Regions from separate parts of the Mus musculus genome. Here all the other regions are linked to region 2. A link is a contact called in public Hi-C and promoter capture Hi-C data. All regions are on one chromosome and are shown on one strand. The core of a region is the stretch at or near the end of the contact, and the rest is flanking DNA. Distances in the headings are between cores, read along the strand shown. Region 1 holds the start of Tmbim1 (transmembrane BAX inhibitor motif containing 1). Region 2 holds the start of Stk36 (serine/threonine kinase 36). Region 3 holds the start of Cxcr1 (chemokine (C-X-C motif) receptor 1). Region 4 holds the start of Pnkd (paroxysmal nonkinesiogenic dyskinesia). Region 5 holds the start of Cfap65 (cilia and flagella associated protein 65).

Evidence for each region. Promoter capture Hi-C pulls out the DNA fragments that hold promoters and counts their contacts. Hi-C and Micro-C count contacts between places; a contact is called where the count stands out from the background. Capture Hi-C pulls out chosen DNA fragments and counts their contacts.
Region 1: a contact with region 2 is called in a promoter capture Hi-C map of the HPC-7 cell line. The contact joins the promoter of Tmbim1 here to the promoter of Stk36 in region 2. A contact is called at or near these places in 3 of 39 promoter capture datasets (the HPC-7 cell line, cranial neural crest and frontonasal cranial neural crest), 3 of 484 Hi-C or Micro-C datasets (CD8 T cells, liver and neutrophils), 1 of 115 datasets of contacts at active chromatin or transcription factors (bone marrow-derived macrophages) and 1 of 9 other capture datasets (adipose tissue).
Region 3: a promoter capture Hi-C map of pancreatic islet shows a contact between it and region 2. The contact joins the promoter of Cxcr1 here to the promoter of Stk36 in region 2. A contact is called at or near these places in 2 of 484 Hi-C or Micro-C datasets (both in CD4 T cells) and 3 of 9 other capture datasets (adipose tissue, liver and pancreatic islet).
Region 4: a Hi-C map of memory CD8 T cells shows a contact between it and region 2, with 2.9 times the contacts expected there. The contact joins the promoter of Pnkd here to the promoter of Stk36 in region 2. A contact is called at or near these places in 5 of 39 promoter capture datasets (cranial neural crest, liver, neural stem cells and 1 more), 8 of 484 Hi-C or Micro-C datasets (CD4 T cells, CD8 T cells, Th1 cells and 5 more), 3 of 115 datasets of contacts at active chromatin or transcription factors (embryonic stem cells and extraembryonic endoderm stem cells) and 2 of 9 other capture datasets (adipose tissue and liver).
Region 5: a contact with region 2 is called in a promoter capture Hi-C map of hippocampal neurons, with 4 times the contacts expected there. The contact joins the promoter of Cfap65 here to the promoter of Stk36 in region 2. A contact is called at or near these places in 5 of 39 promoter capture datasets (the C10 cell line, hippocampal neurons, liver and 2 more) and 1 of 9 other capture datasets (adipose tissue).

The regions. Positions count from the first base shown.
Region 1 is chr1:74,303,032-74,305,731 of GRCm38.p6, forward strand. It overlaps Tmbim1 (transmembrane BAX inhibitor motif containing 1), which reads right to left and starts at 1,305. Exons shown (of 12, transcript NM_027154.5): 1 at 1,092-1,305. The region is part of intron 2 of Pnkd (paroxysmal nonkinesiogenic dyskinesia); the gene reads left to right.
Region 2 is chr1:74,600,022-74,602,721 of GRCm38.p6, forward strand. It overlaps Stk36 (serine/threonine kinase 36), which reads left to right and starts at 1,434. Exons shown (of 27, transcript NM_175031.3): 1 at 1,434-1,592; 2 at 2,008-2,180. The coding sequence starts at 2,097. Rnf25 (ring finger protein 25) reads right to left here and starts at 1,376. Exons shown (of 10, transcript NM_021313.3): 1 at 1,304-1,376. The coding sequence starts at 1,344.
Region 3 is chr1:74,193,206-74,195,905 of GRCm38.p6, forward strand. Cxcr1 (chemokine (C-X-C motif) receptor 1) reads right to left here and starts at 1,426. Exons shown (of 2, transcript NM_178241.4): 1 at 1,387-1,426.
Region 4 is chr1:74,283,746-74,286,445 of GRCm38.p6, forward strand. Pnkd (paroxysmal nonkinesiogenic dyskinesia) reads left to right here and starts at 1,289. Exons shown (of 10, transcript NM_001039509.1): 1 at 1,289-1,392; 2 at 2,097-2,265. The coding sequence starts at 1,326. It overlaps Aamp (angio-associated migratory protein), which reads right to left and starts at 993. Exons shown (of 11, transcript NM_146110.3): 1 at 758-993; 2 at 141-296. The coding sequence starts at 878.
Region 5 is chr1:74,934,235-74,936,934 of GRCm38.p6, forward strand. Cfap65 (cilia and flagella associated protein 65) reads right to left here and starts at 1,365. Exons shown (of 33, transcript NM_001039495.1): 1 at 1,287-1,365.

The DNA.
Region 1 (2,700 bases), core at 55-2,554, 300 kb before region 2:
TATCCGGTGTTTAGGTTGACCCTCAGCCCCATGGGTACCACCACCCATAGGCCACAGTGGAGTGAGTGACTGGGGAAGGATGCCCCGGGGAACAAGACCTGGTGAAGACAGTCCAGGCTCTGCCTTGGCAGAGAGCCTTCCATTCCTTCCTCCTTTTCTGGTTCCCTCCTGGCCCTCCCAAACCTGCTTTCCCTTTTCCCATTTCCCTGTTTCTTTTTTTTTTTTTTTTTTTTTTTTATTTTTTATTCTGACCTAAAGAGGTCACCAGGGCCAGGCAAGACAGCTTTCACCTGTAATACTCCCAGCACTTAAGGATCTGAGGCAACAAGTTCAAGGCTTGACTGGGCTACTGAGTGAAACTGTCTCAAATAAATAAATAAATAAATAAATAAATAAATAAATAAACCAACCAACCAACCAACCAACCAACCAACCAACCACAGTTCATCAGCTTGACTGTACTTTCTGGTAGGCTTCTGAATTACAGAGCAAAGGAACAGGAGCAGGCCAGGTTAGGAGTAGGAATGGCTTCTTCTTTAGACCTTAGGTTGGCCCGCTGGCTTCTCTGAGCTAGGGCTCCCTCCTCCCACCCCCCACCTTAGACAGATTCTCATCACCAGTTTTTACGCAGCCTGGTGACGCCAGGGCAAGCTCGAACAGCCCCGGGTGGGTTCCAAGCCTCTGGCTGGCTCCCTCCCTCCCTCTCCCCACCAGCTGAGGACCATGACCGCCTCCATTCTCACTTGCTGCACGGCCACTCTGGGGCCCCGGAGTGGGGGACACGTCCTCAGACAAACAAGCCACTCAGCCACTGAGAGGAGCACCCTACAAGAAGCGGGTCAGCTCGCGGGTGCGCACCGAATGCGGTTGCGCCACAAGCCCGGGCCATATGTCCTGCCCGGGCGCACATGGAAAGTGAAGACCGGAACAGGCAGAACGAAAGGACCCTAGCCTGGCTCCGGAGCACGACCGGAGTCGGCCCGCGCGTGCCAGAAAAGTTCGGGCGCCTGGGCGCAGCGCCGCCCCAGGCCACTTCCATTCCCCGCCGGTCTCGGGTCCCCACCTCCAACGGCCGCAGCCCCCTCACTTGCCTGCGCTGTTCCGGACCGTGAGATCCGCCTGGGCCTCCGGGCGCTGGCGAGGACTGGGCTGGGCCGGGCTGGACTGGGGCTCCGTGCCCCGCCCCGTCTCTCTCCGCCGCCAGTGGGGAGGAGCCGCCCGGCACCCCGAGACCTCCAGGGAGCGCTGGGGTCCCCTCCAGACCTCAACCACGACCCAGGTGTGAGTGGTTCACATTTACTGGAAGCAACGCCGGTTCGCAGCGAAAACCCAAACTCACTGGGAAAAAAATAACTTCTTTCCATGAATTCCAGACTCCACCCCAGTAAGAAGTGCTATTTATGCGTCATCAGTGCCTACATATCAGCGATTTGCGCTAGGGGCTTTAGAGCTAATCCTGTTGTCTTAAAAGTTGTTATTGGGTTTGTTTTTTTGTTTGTTTGTATTCTGGGTAAAAGAGCGATGTCGCTATGTACCTCAGGCTGGTCTCCAGCACTTGTCACCCGGCCTCAGCCCAAGTGTTGCAATTACTGACCCTGGTTTCACATAGTCAGATTTCACTGATTTTTTTTCCCTCTTTTTCTTTTTTGTCACTAACTGATCTTCAGCACTTTCGGTCTAGGGGCGTAGGTCAGTGGTAGATCTCTGGCTTTCCATGTGAGAGACCCAGCTGGGTTTCATCCCCATGCCAGGAAAACCAAACAACAAAAGAATAGTTTCAATGATGCACAATATTGTATCACATGGCTATGCTATGTTTATATCAATTCATTCTTAAAACTTCTTATTTCGTGAAAAAAAAATTTAAGTCACAAAAAAAAGAAAGAAAAAAAAAGAAAAGAAAAATTTAAGTCACAAAAAAGTCTGTGGTGACTAAGAATTCTGTGCTTGTAAGCTAACCGCCCTTTTCAAATGTAAAACTTCAAACACAGGCATGAGACTCCGAAGCTATGCTTGGAATCAGTCATGTGTCACTTAATGACAGGGATGTGCTAGGTTAGGAAATTTCTGTTTTGCAAACCTCATGGTGTGTTTACACTAACAGCTCACTATGTGTGACTGGGAAGTAAAAATAATCTTATAGCAGTTGGCAGTATGCTGGCTTAGGGTGCGAGCAGTCCTGGGTTCCATCTCCAGCACTGCATAAACAGTGGAAGTGGCATGTGCCCGTAATGCCAGATATTTTGGGAATGTTAATAATAAAATAACTTACCTCAAAGAGGTTAAGAGGAGCCAAATATGTGGCCATGGTCAGAGAAAACCAATATAGGTTATCCAAAAGTCTGTGTTCCAACATGGGAATCGTTTGGTGAAGTTTTGAGGAGGTTGGAAAGTCATCTTAATTAGGGTTTTATTGCTGTAAACAAACACCATGACCAAGGCAGCTCTTATAAGGACAGCATTTAATTGGAGCTGACTTACAGGTTCAGAGGTTCAGGCAATTATCATCAAGGCGGCATCCAGGCAGGCGTGGTGCAGGAGGAGCTGAGAGTTCTAAGTCTTCATCTGAAAGTCACTAGAAGACTGGCTTCCAGGCAGCTAGGATGAAGGTCCTAAAGCCCATGCCCACAGTGACACACTTCCTCCAACAATGCCACACCTACTCTAACAAGGCCAAACCTCCAAATAGTGCCACTCCCT
Region 2 (2,700 bases), core at 184-2,683:
AACAGCTGTAATGACATCCAAGAAGAGTGATTGTCCACAGCCCTACCCAGGTGATATGAAACCTGTATCCACTTTCTTATACATTTCCTCTCCATCTAGAGGAAGCACACCCCAGTATCATTTCTATAGTGATGGTTATTATTAGCATTCTTCTTAAAGCTTATTTTACTACTACTACTACTACTACTACTACTACTACTACTACTACTACTACTACTAAAAGACATTCTGGCTGCTATAGACCAATGCAGCCACTGCTACTCTGTCATGGCTCAGGTGTCCCTTCATAATCTTAGAAGTCACTCACAACAGTGAAAAGCACTAGTCTGGCTGGGCTCCCTAAACCAACGGAACACAGAGGTGCAGTCTCAGTTAAGACTTCCTTCAGTACTTTGCCCACCTTAGGTCACCTGAGCCTTGGATGTAAGATACAGACCTAAATGTAAATAAGGTCATAGGTTACAGGTGGAGGTGGGGGTGGGGTGGGGATGGGGGTCCGAAATAGGCTGTCCTAATACTAACAGTATAAGGCCTTAACTCAGACAGATGTCCTTTGGTCTCTTGAGGTTTTATACTTCAGCAATTAATGAAAAGCAGGCCTATGGATATTACGAATCCATGGTGATCCATCTTCCCAACTACTCTATGAGGTAATGCCACACCCACTTTTTTTTTTTTTTAATAGCTGACACTGACTCGCAGGAGCTAGCTGGTTTGGTCAGCATCACATCAAGCTAATTAAATATGGAGTGAGCACATTTTTATCTTATGTCCAAAACCCAAAGTCTTTAAAGGCTTTTGGTTTCTTATTAAGAATGCTCGAGAGAATAGGAGAGCTTATGAGGGGAGTAAGGCTTTTCTGACAATAGTTATTAGTGCTATCAGGAATATGGGAAGATTGAGGAACGCGTAGGCAGAAATGGACTGGTCCAAGGGGCAGGATCCTAGGGGCACGAGGAGGGCGTCCGTTCCGAGAGGCGGGAGGTGTGATGAGAAGCCATCCTCCAGGGCCCAGAAAAATCACATCAGGGAGAAGTGGGGAGGGGTAGGCCCGTAGTAGGGAGCAATGGGGTCGATAAGGCGTGGGCCCAGCTGGCAAGGCCGCCGTAGACCCAGTCCCTTCTCAGATCAGCGTCCCTCCTCCCTCCGTTCCCGGTCCAGTAGCTCGCCTACGAAAGGATGTCTCTTCTATCCCTCGCCCCTTGATCCACCCTTTATGCCCGTGGTTCGGACGGTCCGAAGCTGTTGCTAGTTCCCGGCACCAGATCCAGGCAGCCAGCCAAAACCTATGACCCAAAGTTACCAGTCCTCTTCCCCAGCAGCTGTCGACGCAGACGCCGCCATGTCTTCTCCGGCTCTTGGCCGGAACCGGAAACACCTTTTGGGAAGTTAGAGGCGGAAAACTAGGGCGGGGCGGAGTAAAAGAAAGCTGACGCCGTTTCTAGGCAACTGAAGACTCTAGATCCTTTGTGGGGCCTGCTAGCCAAGCGACAGAAGTGCCCTACAAAGTGCCAATGGGCGGTTCGCATCTGTCACACACCTCTGAGAGCTTTGTCCTTTAAACTTCTAATCAGTTCCAGGGAGTAAAACTGGTAAGAGTGGGGAAACTAACGAGAGCATCAATGAGGAATGGAGAAAAGTAACGCAGGCAGCTGGGAGGCCCCGAGCAACTAGCCTGAACTCAGCCTGGGGAGCTTGGAGCGTCTAGACTGGGAGCAAGTTAGGGGACCTCTGCTCGGGGCCAGAGTGGCGGTGCTGGGCAAGCTGAGGGTGTCAGGAACCTGGGAGAGTATAGAAGGAGCGTGTGAGCATCGCTGGTGGAGAGGGGAAAGGGAACACCGGTGTGCTATGGGCACCTAACCTGGGTGGGGAGGTGGGGGTGGGGCTGGAGACACTAAGACCTGATCATCTTTCCACCCTGGTCATGATTTTGAGGCCTTGGTTATTGTGAAAAATAGAACAAAGCAAGGTTGATAACGTGTATCTTTCTCCCATGTTATGAGCCAGGCCTCCCAGATGTGTGGAACTACCCCTGGATCTATAGCTCTTTGTCACCGTCTTCTTTCTACCTTCTGAGAGACCCCGAAACCCTTGCCATGGAAAAGTACCACGTTTTGGAGATGATTGGAGAAGGCTCTTTTGGGAGAGTGTATAAGGGCCGAAAAAAATACAGTGCTCAGGTAGTAGACAAGGATATCTTTTAAATGGGATTTGGTGACCCACGTGTCCAGTAAAAACGTGGGACAGAAGGGCTGCACGGTGTTTATTTCTAGACCCTGACACCAGCATACTTCCTAGGGTATACAGGCCCAGAAATTTGACTTCTTGGAATCAGATCCCAGCCTTAGAACTAGGAACAAACTACCTAACATCCCATGCTTCCATTTCCCAAACAGTACAATGGAGGAATATTGATAGGGTCTGAGGATCAAATGTGTTTCACACTTAATCACTTAATACAATGCCTGACACCTACTGAATGACAAAAATGATCACTGTTCTTTGTATTACCTAAGAAAAGATAACACCTTGAAATCTGGTCTTCCATCTTTACCTTTTCCTTCTCCTTTCCCCAAATCTCACGCTGAGTCCTTTGCTTAGGTCAGAAAACCTCTCCCAGAGTCCCATCAAAGGAATCTATTTGCCAGTAACTGTTTCCCTTTAGTGATGGGCTGACAAAGCCAGAGTACATCCATAGTA
Region 3 (2,700 bases), core at 176-2,675, 410 kb before region 2:
AGGGAAGAGCCAGCACACAGCAAACGGAAGGAGGCAAGGTGTATCTGGGCGTCCCCTCCAACCTTATGTCTTATATATGCCCCCTCATTATTGTTTGCAATTTTTGTAAAGACATATTATTTTTCATTGCTTTTATTTATGTATAAGTGCATATGAACTTGTCTGTGTGTCTATATGTAGAGGTCAGAAGAAGGCATCTGATCCCTTGGAACTGGAGCTACCAGGAGTAGCGAGCTGCCCAAAGTGGGTCCTAGGAACCAAATCCTCAGGAGCACTCCATGCTCCTAACCACTGAGCTATCTCCCCAGCCCCTTGTTTGCCTTTCTTAAAACCTACCTGGAGAAAGAGGTGATAACTTCAGATTACATTACACTGTACTCTGCGCCTTGTCTTCTGATGAGATTGTCTCCAGCTTTCACAGTTGTAAACATCGCGTCAAAAGCACACAGAAGAGGCCAAAGCAATGATTCAGTGAGGTGCCTGCGTGCTGCCAAGCCGAAAACCTGAACTTGATCCCCAGAGCCCACATGGTAGAAGGAAAGAACTACCTCATGTAGGTTATTCTCTGGCCTCCACACCTAAGCTCACACACACATTAAGCGTGAAATAGAAAAATTTTAAATGCATGTCAAGGGTTGGTGAGATACCTCGGCAGAGCTTGTCACACAAGCCTGACACCTTGAGTTTGCTCCCAGAATCTATGATGGAAGAAGGAAACCAGCTCCTTAAAATTGTCCTCTAGCCTCTGGCCTCTGTATATAGTCCTGCACACTTGCACACACACACACACACACACACACACACACACACACACACTTGAGACATGAGAACACGTGTGCACCTCTACCCAACACCAGGGCTCTGTAATCTGGAAGTATTTAGAAGTTAACTGAGTTTAAGATGAGGATACAGTTACCTAATGCCCACTCTCAATGGCTACCTTACCTGGGGCCTTTAATCCCCAAAGATTTCCACTTATCAACTGCAGATTGTGGGAAGATAGGGAGCTCTCCCAGCTTCCAGGCCTTGGATTCTATGGCAAGGGCAACCACATCCCTACCCCTTGGGATGCTCTCTCAGTGCCAGAGTTTGCATCTTCACAGAAGATGAAGGTTAGAGAGAAGCAATCAACACTGAGCCAGGAAACTGTTCACTGCAGCCACATAACAGGAAAGCAATAAAAAGCAATGGCTGAGGGGAGGGGGGCTGTGACCGTAAGCACCTAGGAAGTCAGAGTTGCGTACCTAGACACAGTGAGGGGACAAGAAACCATTTATCAGAAATCCCTTAGTCCCACAGAAACCAGTGTGTTTTCTAAAATAAAGTTGGACCAAGCCTTCCTACCCCAACATGTGGACTGACACACAGCTGACACAGGCGTCCTACCTGAGGCACCAGCTGGGTCCGTTCCTTGTGTGCGGGAGGAGCCTGCAGCTCAGGAAACAGAATGATCAAACAACCGAAGGGACTGGATGAATAAAAGAAAGAGGGAGAAACCACACCTCCCCCTAGAGCCCCGCCCACATCTGCATTTGGGTACAGATGAAGTCATGGGGCCCGGCAGTATCAGAGATTCTGAGTTCCGTAGGCTTAGCAGGGTGACCCTGCAGTTAAGGGTGTTCTCTCTAACTCCTTCCCTCCATAGATGATCACTTCTACCATCTTCAGTTTCTTGAATTTACCTGCACGTGCCACCCCTAAGTTTCCTAATAGATTACCTTGAGAAGTTTCTAACTTCCCAAGGGGAATAAGAAAGGGGGCAGTACAGACTTCCTATAACAGAAGTTTCAGAAGTCCACGGTGGGAAAGACTTAGGGAGTCTAAAGGAGAACTTAGCGGAAAGCTGGTGGTAGGGTCTACACTTAAGCTGTGTTTGGACAGCACGCAGACATTTATGTTGGTGCTGGAATAGAACCCAGGACCCAGTGCATGCTGGGACAAGTATCCTACCGCTGAGCTACACCTGCAACCCCAATGCTTGCTGTTTTGTTTTGTTTTGTTTTGTTTTGTTTTGAGACAGAGTCTCTCATAGCCCATGCTGACCTTAAGTCCATAAACCTTCATCTCTCTCCCAAATATTGGCATTACAAGTATACACCACTATGCCCAGCTATAAGCACGCCATTTTCACTTATATTTATAGGCATCTTTAGGGTCATGTGGTAGAGATTTTGGAAGGAAAACCTTTCCTTTACACTCTCTTTTACTTCCAATTATTGCTTGGTTACAGTAGAGCTGAGGTTTGGGGCATGGCCACTCCTTCCCTGAAGTCTATCAGAAGATCATGAGGGCTGGGAAAACAGTGAAAGACCATCTGGGGGTGATGCCATTACTGCTCCCCATTTGGTACTGAAGGACAGCTTCTTTAGGAAGCTGCCTGAGAAGTCCCTGAGCAACTCACAGCTGACCCCTGACTTTATTCCTAGGGTTCAGTGGACTGGTTAGTTTGAACTATCAACTAAACACAACCTAGAGTCATCTGAGAAGGGAATCCCAATTGAGGGATTTCTCAGATCAGACAGGCCTGTGGGCATATCTGTGGAAGATTGTCTTGATCTCTAATTGATGTAGGAGGGCCCAGCCCACTGTGGGAGGCACCATCCCCAAGCAGGTGGCCCTGGTCTGTATAAGAAAACTTGGTAGGGATGGAAAAATGGCTGACTGGGTTAAGAGCACAGACTGTGGGCTGGAGAGATGGCT
Region 4 (2,700 bases), core at 39-2,538, 320 kb before region 2:
GTGCCCTATGGCCCTTCCTTTGAATATCCTGCAGGCCAAAGTAGGTGGCTTTCACTTTGGTCTCTTATAATAGCTGCCTAGGACCAACAGGCCATACTCAAAAGCCCATCTGCACTGATCTGAGATGTTCAAAGGCCTACCTGAGTGCAATGCAAAGGTGACCTCACTATCATCCGGGCCCTCCATGCTACCGACCACCCCTTCCTGGGGTTCCAAGACCCAGCCCTCGTCATTGCCCTCTTCTTCTTCTTCCTCTTCCTCAAAGTCCACGTCTTCCATCTCCTGGGCCAGATCATCTGCTTTGAGAGAAGCGTTAAAAGATGGAGCTCCAAAGATAATACAAGGAATGGGGTAAGGGTTAAAGAATGAAAAAGGTGAAGCTAGGGTGGGTCGTGTGGCCAAAGGTTAAGATGTTGTCTCACACGTACCGAGCAGGAAGAGAGCACTTGGGGGGCGGGGAGGGGGAGAGAGGCTAGGTCTGAAGATCTGGTGTTGGCCAGCGACCGTGTGGGAAGAGAGGACAGAGGGCATGATGGGAAGGGGGTGTGTGAGGGGAAGGGCTAGGGGAGGCGTCAGGGAACCCCCACCCAGCCAGGCCTAGAAACTAAAGGTGGGGGGTAGGGGAGGAGGTCTGGGAGAGAAATGTCGGTAGGAACGACCGGTAGGGAAGGGGGGAGGGGGGACTGGGGAGAAGCAGGGGTCAGAGGCCAGGGGTGAGCGCCTCTTGTCCCGTGGCCTCAGGAGCGTCAGTTCTCACCCGGGTCCGGCGGGCCTGGATCCAGCTCTACCACCTCAATGATCTCTTCATCTCCGTGAAAGCTCAGAGTCTCCAGAGGCGGGGTGTCAGCGGCCGCTCCGCTCTCCGATTCGGACTCCATGCGGCGAAAGCTACCGATCCACTTCTCTGGGCCCAAACGCCTCCCAGAGTCAGCTCTGCGCGACGACGCGGAACTCGAGCCCCTCCTCCCGGGAGGAAGTAGGCGTAGGTGACTCCCGGCCGAAAGAGCGACGGCATCCGGGCCAATGGCGACAGTGGTGGACTAACAGAGCCGCCAATCATAAGGCAGAACTAGGATGACCAGGCCGGGGCGTGGCGGGAGAGCCCAAGCTCCACCTTACATGACTCCGCCCCCAGCTGAAGGGAAACAAGCGAGCGTGCGCGCCTCCAGGGTCTCCTGGGAGGAGTAGTTCTCCGGGGCCCGCTACGCGGACTTCTGGGAAATGTAGTTTTTGCTCTGTAGGCAGGACGGAAGGCGCGGGGGAGGCCCCTTACGCAAACTACAATTCCCGACGGGGAGCGCAGTGAAGGGGGGTGGGACCCGAACATGGCGGCGGTGGTAGCTGCTACGGCGCTGAAGGGCCGGGGGGCGAGAAATGCCCGCGTCCTCCGGGGTAAGGAGAGGGACCCTCGGGAGGGCAGGGTTTTAAAAGATTCCGTTTCCTTTATATCCCACCCAGCGCGACAGCAGGAAGTCAGCATGCCAATTGCTGCCCACACCTCTCTGCAAGATCTTAGAGAGTCTGGGGGTGAAAAGATGCTCTAGAGGTCACCCAGTCCAACTCCTGCGTTTAGGTTGCGCGGCGTGTCTAGGGTCTTATTGCTAGAGAGGGTACCAAAGAAACCTTTAGACTCCCGCGCCCCAGGGGTTTCACACTCACCGCAGTGCAGAGGAAAGAGCCCTGGGCATCTGGAGGCTTGAGTTCTAGCACTGAGTAATTAGCGGTTTGACCTTGTGCGAAGCAGCTCGTCTTCGGGCTTCAGCTTCCTCTTCGACGGGATGGAGTTAGTTATCCTTAAGGATAGCTTAAGGTCCTGCAGTTTTAAAACAGTTCCCCGGATTTCCTTCATACGTATGTCTCCGGTGAGTTCCTCTGCAGTCCTTCCCAGCCTGACTTCTGAATAGAACAGCAGCGAAGCTCACTGCCTTGGCACCAGGGTGAGGAGCCCGCAGTGACGTTTAAGTAGCCTTCCAAAGGTGTCACCCGATGGCGATTTTCCCATTTCTCTTTAGATTCTTCACTGCACTTGTTACTCCAGACTGCAGTCACTCCCCTTCCTCATCTCCCATACTGACATGCCATACTTTCATTCACAGGGATCCTCTCTGGAGCCACAGCTAACAAGGCTTCCCAGAACAGGACCAGAGCACTGCAGAGCCACAGCTCACCAGAATGCAAGGAGGAGCCCGAGCCCCTCTCCCCTGAGCTAGAATACATTCCCAGAAAGAGGGGCAAGAACCCCATGAAAGCCGTGGGGCTAGCCTGGTGAGTTTAACTGCTCCCTTTGCCTACCAGTGGGGAGTGCATTGAAAGGTGTGGGGACCTAGAAACTTCTCTGAAATGCGGGTGGAGAGCTGAATCCAAGGGAAGGAAATTGCTGGAGTCAAGGGATGGACTCTCAGAAGGGGGGGGGGGGCTAGGGTGGAAAAATATGTAAAATTGGGGGATAGTGGCTTTTCTGTGGAGCAAATTGAGCTGATCTGATTTGAATTTGAGTCACTGGATTCATCCTTCCCTTTGGGAGCAGGGGTCACATTCCAATCCCAGTAATTAAGTGTCAGATTGCGTTGTGTAGAAGCTAGACGTGTTTCTGTGAATTCTGTGGATCTGATTCTGGCCTTAATACATATTACTGATTATCACTCACTAAAGTAAAAGGAAGGGAAATTAACATTTTTTTCCATCCAATGTCTGAGGTAT
Region 5 (2,700 bases), core at 115-2,614, 330 kb after region 2:
TTTTCACTTCTTTAAGTAAGATTGTCCATATCCCAAATAGTATCAATTTGACTAACAATCCAGACAGTATTGTGAGGTTTTCAACAGATATTTTAATCCCTACAGTTGTTTATCGTTACATGTGATTTGCCTTCTTTTCCTTGTTTTTCTTTTGAGACAAGGTTTCTCTGTGTAGCCCTGGCTGTCCTGGAACTAGATCTACAGACTAGGTTAGTCTCAAACTCTGAGATCCACTTGCCTCTGTCTTCCAAGCGCTGGGATTAAAGACATGAACCATCATGATTGGCCATGACTTGCTTTTAATTTAACCTAAAACATCTCCTTCTTCAAGTTGGTGGTTAATTAAGGTCCCCATGTTATAATGTAACAATCTCATGATTACCTTTAGCAGTTTACACATTTCCCAAAGACAATCTCATTCTCTCTCCACCAGCCAGAGAAACCCTCTGTTGGCTCATTTGTTCCTAGAAGGTTCTCTAACACTGGAGGAAACCATTTCAAGTTACTGTCCTCATCCCATGCATTCCCTCACAGAGCATTTACCAAACAGGTCTGATACAGCAGGTACTTGTACAAAACAAGCTTCCTACCTCCAAATGTAAAGTGGGTGTTCAGACAGAACCCAAGAAATGCAAGCTGCGGGTGGGGAGGAGAGCTGTTACTTTTCTGTCCTTGGATAGCTTTAGGTCCTGTCCCTAGTCCCTGATCTCTCAGACATCAGGGGATTCAACAGACAGTCTGCCTTGCCTCTCTGAAAAAGTCCCCACTCAATACACCAATCTATCTCTGAAAGGCTAGAGAAGAGACAAAATAAGGTAGAAAAGTGGTCCAGCCGGGACTTAAGGCAGGAAGCATGGAGCCTTTCCGGGAACAGAGAAGGTCATTTGCAACATTTTGCTGTGAAAAAACGTGCAGTTGTGTGTGTGTGTGTGTGTGTGTGTGTGTGTGTGTGTGTGTGTGTGTGTGTGTGTGTGTTTGGGGGGGGCTTGTTTTAAACCAATTTTCTAGTTTCGGGGGTGGGGGTATTTTATCAGTTTCTTTTATTTGCCTAATTTCTGATCTTAAAATTTTACAAACGACAGGTGAAAAAACCGGGAGTAGGGGTGAGGGTAAGGAGTGGTCAAGTAGAGCTGAGGAAGGAAGCCTTAAAACGAAGGGAACAAAATGTACTTATGGGGCTTCTCAGGGTCTCCTGGCCCCCGCATCTAATTAATCTCGCCCACAACGAAAGGACTTTCTGAAGACCCGCCACGATTTCCTGTAAAAGGGGTTTTTAGTACAGATACCGTTCCTTGTTCCTCTCGCTGGCCTCCAACGTTTAGAACTCATGCAAACGCTGTGCTAACGTCTCCGTAGATACAGGACGCTCGGGACACAGCGTCTTTTGGTATCCCATGGCAACGACGGCAACCCAAAAGAGCCAAGGTTCAGAGAAAGCGAATGAGTCCGTTTCTTTTTGTTTTGTTTTTCTCTTCATTTCATTTCTTTTCCTTTATTTTCTCTCTTTTTTCTTCTTTCCTTTCCTTTTTCTTCTTTTTTCTTTAACTTTCTTTATATATTTTTTTCTTTTTGTGCTAAGAATTAAAGCTTTGATCATCACTAAGCTACACACCCAGTCAATGCCTGCTCAAATTTAATCTCCCTATGTTAAGTATTGAATCCAAGATTTTCCCTGCTGTAGTACCAACTGTGGTCTTTTTCCATTCCAGACAAGGTAAACATGGTTCCCCCAATTTTCATGGTGTCCTGGCAATTACTTTATTTGACCACCTTATTCATAGATTACTGTTGGGCTCAAAAATCATAGATTGCCTGAATGGGAGTCATTCCTAATCTCTTGAAGTAGACTGATCTAGACTCAGAGCCTCATTCCCTATGATCATGATGGTTCATTGAAAACAGCCTCTGGTTATTTCTTACTGCATAGGATTTATAAATGTGCTCCTTCTGCTGCCGAAAGAGAACACCTTTGGCATTTTCTTCCAGATATCTTTTGGTCTGAGACCAAAGAAAATTAACTTGTTTGAAGAGAGACAAAAGTTAATGTATGAAGAAATTCTTTTTTGTCTGTGCACTGGTGTGCACGCTGTGAGAAAGGTATCATTGGATGAAGGCGACGTAGAAAAAGCCAAGAATCTCAAAGTTCATTCTTCGGCAATTAAAGAGTTTTACTGCCTGAACAGTGAACCCATTCCTCCTCAGAATGAAAGGGGTGTGGTGTGGTTATAGAGGGAGAGCTCAGAGAGCTGGAAGCAAACCCAGAAAATAAACGAGCAGTTTGGAGGATTGGGGTTCACTTGTGGGAGGTAGGCGATGGACTGAGGTGACAAAGTGACCTGAGTTGGCTTGAGGGATCACATGAGCGGGGGAGGGCAGGGCTGCTGCAAGGGAGGTCCAGGAGGTCGGTTAAGTCATGCCAGCCCAACTAAGCCTGGAATTCTTTGGGGATTAAGGAACGTGGAACTCAGTGAGTGTCTCGCTGGTTTCTCAGAATCTGAAGGCTGTACTTTGAACGTGATGACGTTGATGCTATTTGGAGCTCCTGTAATGATTTCTCCCTTTTTTTGTTTTTCTTCAAGTTCTTCTTTTTTTTTTTTTAATCAGTCTGACTCAGCTGGACCTTATGGACAAAAAAAGTGGGGGGTATAAATGACAATAAGTGAATGAATGATAATGAATGTAATGGAATAATGAATGATG